Regions from separate parts of the Ovis aries genome. Here region 2 is linked to region 1. The links are chromatin contacts, called in public Hi-C maps. All regions are on one chromosome and are shown on one strand. Each heading gives the region's core, a stretch centred on a gene start, on an enhancer-like site or on the middle of the called end of the contact. The rest is flanking DNA. Distances are from core to core; before and after follow the strand shown. Region 1 holds the start of NDUFC1 (NADH:ubiquinone oxidoreductase subunit C1). Region 2 holds the start of NOCT (nocturnin).

Evidence for each region. Hi-C and Micro-C count contacts between places; a contact is called where the count stands out from the background.
Region 2: a contact with region 1 is called in a Hi-C map of hypothalamus, with 5 times the contacts expected there. The contact joins the promoter of NOCT here to the promoter of NDUFC1 in region 1. A contact is called at or near these places in 5 of 16 Hi-C or Micro-C datasets (blood, hypothalamus, muscle and 1 more).

Annotation. Positions count from the first base shown.
Region 1 is chr17:18,443,607-18,450,563 of ARS-UI_Ramb_v3.0, reverse strand. NDUFC1 (NADH:ubiquinone oxidoreductase subunit C1) reads right to left here and starts at 2,160. Exons shown (of 4, transcript XM_004017243.5): 1 at 2,072-2,160; 2 at 1,480-1,583. The coding sequence starts at 2,138.
Region 2 is chr17:18,649,520-18,656,693 of ARS-UI_Ramb_v3.0, reverse strand. It overlaps NOCT (nocturnin), which reads left to right and starts at 3,427. Exons shown (of 3, transcript XM_015101513.3): 1 at 3,427-3,853. The coding sequence starts at 3,664.

The DNA of each region.
Region 1 (6,957 bases), core at 911-3,410:
ACTGTGAGTGAATGACCAACCTGCACTTCCCAATTATATACGTGTTAATTAGATGTCATGGAGGGCAGCCACTTTCTTAGAATAACTGTCTGACAGATTATGCAACTGGAACAATGCCTTAATACAGGGTGACATTTGTTGCAACGATTCATTACCAATCAGAGCTCTCAGCAACATGTTTCTTTTTTAGGAAAACTTTAAGAACATACAAAATTACATTATAGCAAACATTATTTAAAAAGGATTGTTGTTGTTCAGTCACTAAGTCCTGTCTGACCCCATGGTCTGTAGCCCAGCCAGGCTCCTCTGTTCATGGCATTTCCTAGGCAAGAAAACTGGAGTGGGTTGCCATTTCCTTCCCCATTAAAAACGGATCAGTTACTAACTTGTAATTGACTTTCAGTATCTTTTATTCCTTTTTATGTCAAAGGGCTGAATCACTTTAAGGAAAAAAAATCCCCAATACAGGTCTAGGAGTTGAAGGTGGGCAGCAGTGGAGAAAGTTTCAAAACCATTAGCCACAAAACAAAAAATTTAAATGCTAACGGAGCATCAATACTTTAGGTCAACTTTTAAAAAATTCATCTATAGAGAGACGCTATTTCACAGTGGTCTACAGTGTAGCTCTGTAGTTAGGGAGAACTGGGTTTAGCAAATTAACTTCTCCAAGGGTTTTCTTCATCCATAAAAGGTCAATAATAATAGTACTACCACACAGTGTTGTATTTAGAAAACACTAAGTAAGTTTTCATAGGTAAAGCATTTGGCATACAGTAAACAAAAAGGTATAATTTCCAACAGTGTATTTACACTGTTAAAATCTAATGTCTAACAAATTTAATGGGATTTAATTTGCATTAGTTGTTCAGTTGCTAGGTCATGTCTGACTCTTTGTGAACCCACAGACCGCAGCATGCCAGGCTCCCCTGTCCTTCACTATCTTCCAGAGTTTGCTCAAATTCAAATCCATTAAGTTGGTGATGCCATACAGTCAACTCATCTTCTGTTGCCCCCTTCTTTTTCACTTACGATCTGTTCCTGTGGCATCTGAAAAAAGTGCCTTCATAAAACTCAACCTGTCTCCATCTTCATTAAGAAATACAGGATAAATAATATGTAGTAAAACTGCCATTCACAAAACCATGCAAAGAACAATGACATAAGTTTCATCCTGGACACACTTAAAAAATTTTTATTTTGTTTTATATTTGATTAACAATGATGTGTTACAGGTGTACAGCAAAGTGATTCAGTTATACTCATACAAGTATCTATTCTTTTTCAAATTCTTTTCCTATTTAGGTTATTATAGAATACTGAGCCGAGTTTTCCGTGCCATAGAGTAGATTCTCGCTGGTTACCTATTTTAAATATAGTAGTGTGTACCTGCCTCTGAAATCTTAACATTTTTTAGTCCTTAGGATTTCCCTCATGGAGAAATAGGTTGGATTGGCACGACTGAAGGGAGTAAGTACTTACATAGATCCACAAAAAAGCGGAGGTGCCCAAGGTCAATCCAACTTTCAGCCAGTTAGGACTGCCATGTGGCGGTTCCTGAATGTAGAACTTTGACCGCGATGAAGCTGAAAGGGGACAGAAAGGGTCTCCAAATCTGTGACTTACCGCCGTGTAGGAATAAACCTGCCATTTAAATGCGCATAATCGCATTTCATCCCCGCTTCTACTTCCTCATTTAAACAGCCACGGAGAGGTTCAGAGAGGTCGAGTGAGACCGTGGCCTCTGTCGTCCAGGACGCCTTCAAACCCTCTATATTGGCTTTTGCGAACCTCAGACGACTCGGAAGCGCCCACGCAAGGGTTCCCCTTTCCCCCGTCTAAGTCCACTCGCACAGACCCAGGGAGGTCGGTGGCCCTGGGAGGAGGGTGGGCGGCGGGTGATGAGGAGCCGAGAGTCGCGGGTGGAGGCAGGCGTGGGCTCCGGGACGAGGGTCGGCGAAGGTCACCGCAGGACGAGCCCGGGGGCAGTCCCCTCCTGCCCTGGCAGGGCTGGGCTCACCCTGGGAACGGCAGGATGGAAGCTCGGGCCGGCCTGCTCGAGGAAGATACTTACAGACACTCGGGAACCTAGCCGGGGCCAGCAGCTTCCAGAATGGGCGCAAAAAGGCGGACGGCGCCATCTTGCCTGGCTTCCTGGGCTCCGCCTCCTCCAGCCGCGCAGCTCCCGGGGCCGACGTCGGACCGAGCGCCCCCTGGCGGGTGGAGGCGCGGAACTGCGTGGTACGGCGGCCACGCTGCATGGGCGCCTAACCCTGAGAACGCCAGGTAAAGCCAGGTACCCTTAGACCCTTGTTCTCAGTTCTCAATCTGTAAATTAGGGTGAGGAAGGGGATGATTGCAAGGCGGGAGGGGGTACGAGAGGAGGTAGTTTAGCCACTTCTCTTTCCTCTGAGAGTTTATTTCAGATCCCCACCCTAGGGATTTACCAAAATCTTCCTACATGAACCAGATCACTGAAAATGAAGGTGTGTTGAATAGTATCAGTTTGATTTTGGTGTTCCAGGAACTGGGCATTAATCCATCATATAATTTATAGGCACCCACATATGCATGGTCTCATTTCACCGTCACAACAGTCACATAACATGCTGTGGTTATTCTCAGTTTATGGATGAAGCTCAAAGAAGACAAGCTATTTATCCAAGGTGACCTATTATTATACCTTACATTTGAGAGGACCTCTTACAGTTCCCAAAGTTTGTTTACACACAGTAGCATAGTAAATCCTCACAACCCTGTGAGGAAAAGAGAATCCTAATATTTTAGAAGTGACCTGACCAGTTCAAGATCACACTTTTGGGGAAACAGGGGCTCTTAGACTGAGGATTTTAGACTCCAGATCTATCCTCCTCACCCTACCTAACAGGTTTAAACAGTCCCCTGAGGCCAGGAGCTGCAGAGCAGGCTCAAAGAGCCAAGTTCAAAGAGTCATTCTAAATGATTTTGAAGCAAATTAACCTCTATGCCTCAGTTTTATATCTGTAACAGAACACCTACGCTATAGGTCCCTGGGAAGCTTAGAACATATCTGGTAGTTGCAAACAACTGGCTTTTGCTGATCTCTTATGGCCACCCACTCCAGTATTCTTGTCTGGAAAATCCCATGGATGGAGGAGCCTGGTAGGCCTACAGTCCATGGGGTCACAAAGAGTTGGACACTACTGAGTGACTTCATTTTCTTTGCTGCTAAGTCGCTTCAGTCGTATCCGACTCTGTGCGACCCCAGAGACGGCAGCCCACCAGGCTCCCCCGTCTCTGGGATTCTCCAGGCAAGAACACTGGAGTGGGTTGCCATTTCCTTCTCCAATGCATGAAAGTGAAAAGGCAAAGTGAAGTCACTCAGTGGTGTCCGACTCAGCGACCCCATGGACTGCAGCCTACCAGGCTCCTCCATCCATGGGATTTTCCAAGCAAGAGTACTGGAGTGGGGTGCCATTGCCTTCTCCTCACTTTCTTTGATACCTAGTATACTGACCAATAGGTTTTATCTTTTACATTTGAACCAAAATTTTTAATGCATTTAGCTCTTAATTCAAACTGTTGTTTGAAGACCATGTAAAAATATGTACAGGTAAAAGAAATAATTTAGAAAAGGCAGAGGAAGAGTTAGAAAATGCAGAGAAACCAGAGATTAAATTGCCAACATCCATTGGATCATAGAAAAACCAAGAGTTCCAGAAAAACATCTACTTTTGCTTTATTGACTATGCCAAAGCCTTTGACTGTGTAGATCACGACAAACTGTAGAAAATTTAACTGATATACAGAGTACATATGCAGAGAAATGCCGGGCTGAATGAAGCACAAGCAGGAATCAAGATTTCCCGGAGAAATAGCAATAACGTCAGATATGCAGATGACACCACCCTTATGCCAGAAAGCGAAGAGAAACTGAAGAGCCTCTTGAAAGTGAAAGAGGAGAGTGAAAAAGCTGGCTTAAAACTCAACATTCAAAAAACTAAGATCAGGGCATCACTTCATGGCAAATAGATGGGGAAACAATGGAAAGAGTGTCAGACTTTATTTTCTTGGGCTCCAGAATCACTGCAGATGGTGACTGCAGCCATGAAATTAAAAGACGTTTGCTCCTAGGACAAAAAGCTATGACAAACCTAGACAGTATATTAATAAGCAGAGACATTACTTTGCCAACAAAGGTCTGTCTACTCAAAGCTATCATTTTTCCAGTGGTCACGTATGGAAGTGAGAGTTGGACTATAAAGAGGGCTGAGCGCCGAAGAATTCATGCTTTTGAACTGTGGTGTTGGAGAAGACTTGAGAGTCCCTTTGACTGCAAGGAGATCCAACCAGTCAATCCTAAAGGAGATCAGTCCTGAATATTTATTGGAGGGACTGATGCTGAAGCTGAAGCTTCAATCCTTTAGCTACCTGATGTGAAGAACTGACTCATTGGAAAAGACCCTGATGCTGGGAAAGATTGAAGGCAGGAGGAGAAAGGGATGACAGAGGATGAGAAGGTTGTATGGCATTACTGTCTTAATGGACATGAGTTTGAGCAAGCTCTGGGAGTTGGTGATGGACAGGGAAGCCTGGCACGTTGCAGTCCATGGGGTTGCAAAGAGTCAGACATGACTGAGTGACTGAACTAACTAAAGAAATAATAAATTTTAATACTTTAATCTTTTAAACATAATGTCATGTAGGTTCATGTTAAAGGCAAAATAAATGTTAGCGAATTTCTTTTTCCTTCTATATATTTTTTAGCAATGTTATTGAAAACAATTTTAACCAAAAATTATTGACCAAAAATAGTTGTTTGATGTTTGGTTCATTTTTACATTCAACTGGTGGCTACAGAGATTGCTACACTGTAGGTCACTTTATAGTTTGTAACCTAGTTTGAGCCTCCTGGGCTCATGCTCAAGTAAGCAAACCACCCGGCTAATATGCTGAGTCAGTTGTTGGTTCTCAACTTCTTGGCTTCTTGTCCACTCAGCAACCTGTCAGTTGTATATCCTTTCTACACCATCCCTTGGAAGCTTGTTCTAACACAGCTTTTGCTAGACTCCAACAAGTTGGAACAGAAGCCACATTTAGTCAAAGCGTAAAGAGCCATGACTGAGTGACTTAGCACACCCACCCACACACACATACATATCCATTAGGCAAATTACTAAATTTCACTACTGCTATTGGAAAAAGGCCGTTTTCTTCTTTTGCCCCCGTGTCCTTTTACTAGTGTATATTTTGGGAAAGTGATGAAGTATAAGCACATTTCTCTCAGTGTTAGAGCTGATGGAACCCTACACTTGGAGTAGGCAGCTGTAGGTGAAACTCCATCTTGAAAAGAATCCTGATGAAGCAATTCCATCCAGGAGCTAATAGCTGTATTTTGGTAGAAGCTGCTACATGACATTCATTTACGCATCTCTAGAATTTGAATGCTAACACCTTATTTATGACCCAGGCAAAGGGGAAGGGTTAGAGTTAGCAGCTAAAAAAAAAAAAAAAAAAAAAAAATCATGATTTTGTTTTGTTTTTACATATATATGTATCTATTGTTTATCAGGTTGTTACAGACTATTTAGCAGAGTTTCCTGTGCTATAAAGTAGGCCCTTGTTGGTTATCTATTTTATTTTATTATTTTTTAATATAAATTTATTTTAATTGGAAGTTAATTACTTTACAATATTGTATTGGTTTTGCCATACATCAACATGAATCCGCCACAGGTATACACATGTTCCCCATCCTGAACCTCCCTCCCTGGTTATCTATTTTAAATATAGTAATGTGTACATGTCAGTCCCAGACTGCCTGTCTATCCCTTCCCCTCTCACTTCCCCCTTGTAATCATAATTTCATTCTCTAAGTCTGTGAGTCTGCTTTGCAAAGAAATTCATTAGTATCATTTTTTTCTTTTAGATTCTGTATATAAGCAATATCATATGTTTGTCTTTCTCTGTCTGACTTATTTCACTTAGTCTGATAATCCCCAGGTCTATCTGTGTTGCTGGAAAACCAAATTTTTAGTTCCAGATTTTTTTACTCAACTCACATCTTCTTGGAGGGTTAAAGTAAAGCAAGAACTGAAAACAGTATAGAAAAATAAAAGTACTTCCTACATGTTTACTGACAAGTATGACAAGGCTGTATATATATTGTCGCTCTGTTTATTTAACTTTGCAGAGTACATCATGTGAAATGCTGGGCTGAAACTCAAGCTGGAATCAAGATTGCAGGGAGAAATATTAATAACCTCATATATGAGAGTGCTTCCCTGGTGGCTCAGAGGTTAAAGCATCTGCCTGCAATGTAGGAGACCTGGGTTCGATCCCTGGGTTGGGAAGATCCCCTGGAGAAGGAAATGGCAACCCACTCCAATATTCTTGCCTGGAGAATCCCATGGACAGAGGAGCCTGGTGGGCTACAGTCCACGGGGTCGCAAAGAGTCAGATACGACTGAGCGACTTCACTTCACTTCACTTCATATATGAAGATGATACCATCCTTATAACAGAAAGTAAAGAGGAGCTAAAGAGCCTCTTGATGAAAGTGAAAGAGGAGAGTGAAAAATTTGGCTTAAAACTCAGTATTCAGCAAACTAAAATCATGGCATCTGGTCCCATCACTTCATGGCAAATAGATGGGGAAACAGTGGAAACAGTGACAGACTTTATTTTGGGGGGCTCCAAAGTCACTGCAGATGGTGACTGCAGTCATGAAATTAAAAGACGCCTGCTCTTTGGAAGAAAAGTTATGACCAACCTAGAGAGCATATTAAAAAGCAGAGACATTACTTTGCCAACAAAGGTTTATCTAGTCAAAGCTATGGTTTTTCCAGTAGTGATGTACGTGAGAGTTGGACTACGATGAAAGCTGAGAGCCGAAGAATTGATGCTTTTGAACTGTGGTGTTGGAGGAGACTCTTGAGAATCCCTTTGACTGCAAGGAGATCGAACCAGTCAATCCCAAAG
Region 2 (7,174 bases), core at 2,178-4,677, 200 kb before region 1:
TGTGTTTCTTGGCTCCTTTTCCTCAACTTTACCATTTGAGGTTCCTCCAGTCTTCAGAGAAAAAGAAGACTCACCTGGTTCCTTAAGGCATTGTTCTTTCATGGGTCTCCTGCCTTCCAGCCCCACTGACCACCGCAATCTGGTTTCCACCACCACATAACTGTTCGCACGAAGAGCCTTCTAATTGTCAAATCCAAAGGATTCACTTGCTGCCCTGACCTCTAAGCAGCATTCATCAGTGTTCTATTCTGGCAGCTTTGGGTTCCCTTATTTCCAAGATACCAATCTTCCTGTTTTCCAGCTTTGACCAGGTCTCAAGTCTCTTTCCCTTCCAACCATCGGTAAAGATGTGTTTCACGGGAATTTAATCCTTAACATTTTCTCCTCTCCTTCAAAAGACTTTTTGTGAGTTACCTCATTATCCATGAGTTTAACTACTAGACTTTCAAAAGTGTCTGGCTCTGACTCCTCTATGAACTCCCAGTCTTAGTTTATTTGCCTACAAAGTAACTCCACCTGGGTGTTCCACAGAGACATCTCAGTTCTGATCTCCACCTGTTTTCCTTGTTCGTTACCATTATCTACCAAGGACTCTGTCCTCTCCTCCCTCACCCCCCAGATTTAATACTCAATGCTGTGGTTTCTGTCTCCTTCATAGTTCTCAAACTCATCTCTTTCCCACCATCTCTGCCCCCAGCTTATTGGTTTGGGAGGTTGTGTGGCGGGAGAAACAGAGATGTACATCAGAATCACCTCTGTGGTTTTCTTTTTAAAGAAGCGGGCCTACCCTGGCCCTCCTCCAGAGCTTCTGAACCAGCAAGTCCTCTTCCTCCCCACACTGTTCTTCTTTTTCCCTGGTCTCCCACCCATCCTCCACACTGCTGACAGATGATCTTTCCAAAACGCAATCCTGAAAGTGGAACCTGTCTTTCAGAGGTTCCCCAGAGCCTTCGGATAAAGTCCAGATTCCTTGGAAAACCCTTGACACTTTGTTTCTTGCTCACAATTTCCACCTCATCTCCTGCCACTCCCTTACGGGCACCCTGCACTCAAGGCTTATCAAAGTGTGGTACTTGCTGTTCCCAGAAAATCCCTCCTTTCCTTCCATAAGCCTTTTCTGCCTAGAATCCACTTTGTTCAAAAGCCTCTCCTGACTCCTACAGGCAGTGAGGCACTTCATCTTCTGTATTTCCACAGGACCTTGTTCAACTCATGATTCTATATTTATTATCAGATGACTATAAGTATTTCTGTTTATACAATGTCTCACCCATCAACCTGTGAGCCAACTGTTCATTTCATTATTTAGCTCTATCGTGAAGACTGACACATAATATGTACTCAACAAATGTTTACTAAATGAATTTTTGAAATTTTTATTTACTTTTGGCTGCAGTGAGGGTTTCGTCACTGTGCGAGGCTTTCTCTAGTTGCAGTGAGCAGGGGCTACTCTCGAGTTGTGGCTTCTCATCGCGCTACTCTTGAGTTGTGCTTCTCATCGCGGTGGCTTCTCTTGTTGCGGAGCACAGGCTCTAGGGCACTAGGGCTTCAGAAGTTGTGGCACGCGGGCTCAGTAGTTGCAGCTCCCAGGCTCCAGAGCACAGGCTCAATAGTTGTGGCGCCCGGGTTCGGTTGCTCCCCTGTATCCCTGGCAACTTCCGGGACCAAGGATTGAATCTGTGTCTCCTCCATTGGCAGATGGACTCTTTACCGTTGAGCCACCAGGGTTGGCTACCAGTCAACCTGGGGATTTAGCCACCAGCCCCCTAAATGAATTTGAAGTGAATAAAGTTTTTATTTATATTTTTCTGATTGTTTATAAGTATACAGTATTTAGCATATACCAAAAATAATGCTACTGACCCAGTTTCAGGAGACCATGCTCTTTGAATCCCTTTTAATAATTTATTAAACAGTTTATATTCAAACAGTACTTTTAATTTTTCAGAGCACTTTAATTTCAACACTTTATTATGGATATTTCCAAACATATGGAAAAGAAAAAGAACTGTGAGTGAATTCCCACAGACCCTAGATTCTAATTCAACATTTTGCTATATTGGCAGAACACTTTTTATGGACTAGTTTGATCACCTTTTATTTGACCTAATGACTAAGGTATGACTTTCTATAGATAAGGAAAGTAAGACTAAGAGATTTAACGATTTGCCAAGGAGGGTGTCTCCCAGTAGTTATGACCAACCTTGTCAGCTGACGCATCCACACCCTCTGATCTTACAAATATTTTGAATATCCTTAGTAATGAAAAGCTTCCAATTCCACAAGACAGGAGACTCAGCAAAATCATGGGAAAACCAACAAGAAAACATTTCTAGGTCATAAATCTTTCAGAGAGGAACCGAGTCTTGGGCATCTCTCCCACTCACCCCACTTCCTGTTCTGGTTAGTCATCATTTCCTGCCCAAGCTGAGACAGTTTCTTCCATTCATTCTTTTCCAGTACCAGATGCAAGTCTAGAATATCTTTCATATCAGCTAGTTTACTCTCTCCTGCCTTTTCACACGCCCGAGATACTTGACCTCCAATGACAGCACGGCCCTAAGACATATCCTTGCCCAGCCTGCAAACAGCTCACCCCTTTCTACCATATTAAGTCTAATACAATCTCTGCCTTCCGCAGTGTAACCTATCCAAGCATCTGCCTTACTTCTTCACTTCCATCCTACGTAAGAGATGTTGCAGCAAAGATACCTAGGGCTTTTTGCTTTATTCCCTTTTTCGCCTGCGTAAATCACCACCACTTTCTCCCAAATTCCACAAATGCAAATCCAAGTCATGGCTATTCTAATAAGCCTTCTAGAAAACCCAGGCGTGTTACGACCTCTATCGCCAAACTTACATAAACTTATGGCACTGATCTTAATCTACCTTGTACAGCTTTATGGTCTGATCTGCCACATTGGGCTTCCTTTGCCTGAGGATAATTCTTGAGGAAAGGGACGTTGTCTTACTCAGCGTCGCCCTCGCACACAGTAGGGGCTTTATCGTGCTTAATTTCGTTTTAACGCAACACATCCCGCCGAAAGGGTGGGGGAGAGACACCCTCTGCCGAATTCTCACTTACACGCGTACACGGATGCTGTCTTTTACTCGGACACACACGTGTCCCCCGGGCCACAGCCTGGAATGGTCTTGGGACTCCCAGCCTGTGGGCGTTTCCACTCCACCCAGCGGAAGGGGAGGCTCATTTCTTTAAAACTGCCTTCAGGGGTATTTGTTACCTTGGACCTCCCACAGCCTCCACCCTATAAACAGCTGAAGATCTGCGTCATCTCAAAGCAGGATCACTCCGGTTCTACGAATCCCTGCCAGGTCGCGCCGGGCGCAGGTCCCATGGACACCCCCTCCCTGGTTCGCTTGGTAGCGCCCGCTTTGTCAGCGCGCTGCGCTCGCCAGTTACCCTCCAGCTCCAGCCGGCCCGCGGCAGACAGCGCCTCCACTTCACAGCATCCGCAGCTTCGTTCGCGCCGTCTCGGGCTCGTCTGCCTGCGACCTTCCCCCGGGCCGCGGCTGGTAGAGAAGGAGCCCCGGAGACTCTGCTCGGACGGCCCCAAGAGTCTGCTGGGCTCGCCCGCCTCGGCGGGGCCCGCAGGTCGGTGGGGCGCGCGAGGGGCCGCGGCGGTTTTGGCGGCGGCGCCCGGCATGTATCAGAGCCCGCGGCGGCTCTGCTCCGCCCTGCTGCAGAGGGACGCGCCCGGCCTGCGCCGCCCGCCCGGCCCGCCGCCGCCGCCGCGCCGCCTCTCGCCCACGGCCGCCCCGCGGCTCCCGTCCCCCCGGCTCCTGGCGGCGGCTTCGGCGGCCCGCGAGGTCGCGAGGTCGTGCTCCCGAACAGGTGAGTGCACCGCCGTTCCTGGCGGAGAACGCGGCGGCCGCCACCTGGAAACGGCGGGGAATGAATGGGAAGCCGGGGGCTGCCGGGCGGTGGGGTGCGACCGGGAAGCGGTTCCTCTTCTCCCTGAGCCGCCGTCTCTGCTCTCCTTTGCCGCTCTGCCCTCGCCTTTTCTTGCCTGGGGCTTGCACCGCGTCCGGTAAGAGCTGCAGCCCGGTGCTAGGTTCCCGTTTAATCCTTCCCGTTTGATGCCGCGGTTTTAGTATTTCTCCCTCTTGACCTACGTTATCTTTTCCCCTTCCGAAGCCGCAGATTGTTTTACTTATTGCGCTAATGGTGGAACATTTTATGCAATATGTATATGAAGTTACGCTTACCTGATCCTGTGGCCTGCGTGGCTTAGGTGGTATGAGTTTTGAAAAACGTATGAACACGCATTGAATCTTTGGACATCTACTTGAATTTTGGGGGAGCCTTCCGGTCTTAATATTTGCATCATTATGCGTCCTGTATACCTGGGGTTAAGATCTTGTAAAGATGATGCCATCTCTTTGCCAAGAACCTGTTCTATAGGTCACGTGCTCTGGATTTTACTTGGGTTGCAGGGAAGGAAACGCCAGGCAGAATCTTATTTCCCTGACCAGGGATCGAACCTGCGCTCCTTGCATTGGAAGCGTGGAGTCTTAACCACTGGACCCGCAGGGAAGTTCCGTGGATTTTCCCTTTTTAGGCCACTGAAGTTTCTGCCTGAGGCCTCAGTACCGCGGCCACAATTTACATACAAATTAGTCATAGTGTAAAAATTAATAAAGCTTTTCTTTCAAAAGTGGGCAGTTTCATCACGCTAGCAGGTATATTTTAGTCGTACTCAAGTTTATTGCTGTTTAAGACGTATGGACATCTGAAATTGTAAACGACTACCTTTTGCTCCAAAAGTTTTGTGTTCTCTTTTACGCCGCCCCACCCGGGTTGCCGGATCTTAATTCCCCCACCGGGGATTGAACCCCCAGGGCAGAGAAAGAAAAGGCGGAGCCCTAAACACTGGACTGTCAGGGAATTCCCAAGTTTTGTATTAACTTCAGAACAGATAGAGCAGTAGAAAGAGTATGTTCAGTGTGGCTTTCTTTACTGAAAATGATCACCCAAAGTGTGATTGAAGTCAAGATTTTAAACTCTATTCAGATGATTGGCCTCTATTCAGATTATTGGCTGATGTTTAGATTGAGACATTCTTTTTAAAATTAGGATTTTCTTTTTGTGAAGGGACCTTGCCGGCGGCCAGCAGTTAAGACTGCGTTTCCACTGCAGGGGTCACAGATTCCACCCTTGGCCAGGGAACTAAAGTCTCGCATGCCACCCAGCGTGACCAAAAATAAAAAATATTAGGATGTTAAACTGATTACTGGAGACTAAACTCTTGTCCTTTTTTTTAAAAAAAAGGATGAACCTGACAGTCATTGAGATGTTCTTTGCAGTTCTGTAGGAATTTGGCATTTGTGAAATAACTGTTAGAATGGGAGAATTTCTAGAGGCATACTGTTGGGTTCGAGGTGGGAGAAGTAAAAGAAAATCAACTGGTGTCTTCTGTAGCACCATATCTCTTGTCTTAACCTATTTCCTTCGGGTCCTGGAGCAGAGTTAGCCAGTAGGTTCATTTTGGGAATACACATAGTTTGTGTAATACAGATAAGAGCTATGCTCTTAGCCAGAAGAAGGGTCAGGACATGTTGGATCTTAGGCCTTTGACATAGAAAGATGCTTAATGAAATTTCTGGAAGTCCCCTGAAATCCCCTAGTTTTAGAAAGAAATTGAAAGGATTATGGCTGTTAAACTACTACAAGAGCTAGAGCAGTTTCGCATTTTGCTCAGTTTTGGCTTCAGCTGCTTGTTGGGAGAAACTCGTGAATGCATTCATTTGCATATCCTTTGATCACTCATTCATTCAAAAAGTCTTTCTGTTTCTGGTCTGTCTATTGTTAGTCGTTCAGAGGTGTTTCTTTGCGACCCCACGAACTGTAGCCCGCCAGGCTTCTCTTTCCGTGGGATTCTCCAGGCACCAATACTGTGGAGTGGATTGCTGTTCCCTTCTCCAGAGGATCTTCCTGACCCAGGAATCGAACCCTGGCCTCCTGCATTGCAGGCAGATTCTTTACCATTTGAGCTAGGTGCCACTTTATAGGAGGTAAAAGAATGTGAGACATGGTCTGCCTCTGAGTTTAGTGCCCAGTCAGAGAGACGGGTTTTGCTCAAAGACCTGAGTGTTTAAAGAAATAAAACAACTTTTATTATTCTCCTTCAGTTAAAGGTTTGCAAATGGCACAAGGGTGCTGGAGAGCATGAAGTCCCTTCCATCAGTAGTGATCATTTTGGCTTCAGAAAGTGGTTGGCATTTGAATTGGTCCTTGGAGTACAGTTAAGATTGAAAGAGATTAAAAACATTTTGCTTGGGGAAAGCCAGGAGCAAAGTGGAAGGTGTGAGGCATGGATGGTGGCAGGGTGAAAGAGGAGGTACTTTGCCAAATGTTTCCCAAGATTCATAGGTCCTATTCTAGACTTAATAAAAAGAATTGTTATGGCTGGGTCCTGAATTCCACATTACTTAACAAAATGACAACATAAATAAAAAGCAGATTATTGTTATTACAGGCCTCAAGGTTTAGACATCTGGCTAGAGAAAGTCTTCAAGAAACTGAAAGCTATAATTCGCTCACCCCAGCATCTTTTGGGGTGCATGTGTGCTGAGTCGCTTCAGTTATGTCTCACTCTTTGGGACCCTATGGGTCATAAGCCCGCCAGACTCCTCTGTGCATGGGATTTCCCAGACAGGAATACTGGAGTGGGGTGCCATGTCCTTAGCCAGGGGATCTTCCCAACCCAAGGATAAAACCCAAGCCTCTTGACGTCTTGCATTGACAGGTAGATTCTTTACCACTAGCACCACCTGGGAAGCTCCAATCTTTGTAAGGGGGCGGGGGGGCTGCTAAATCCCAAGTTGACCCTATTTGTTAATCAGTTCCTTCATAACTTAGGCCCTGTGGCAGTCAGATGTCACTGGAAAGGTGAGTGTAGCCCCTTTGCAGTCATCAGATGCTGGGTTATTCTAATTTAAAGGGGACCTTTTCTCACGGAAGGGTCACACGGCCCGTAGAGAAACAGCAGCTGTCAGTTACTCTGCTGGATGAAACATGGTCTGATGTCACCTATGGGTTTATAGATGCCACCTCCTCAGATAATGAAGAGTTGGCTGAAATACTGTTCTCTACCACTGGAACACATTGCTTTTTTTTCTTGGTATGATTTTAAAAGCAAATACCAGCTCATCT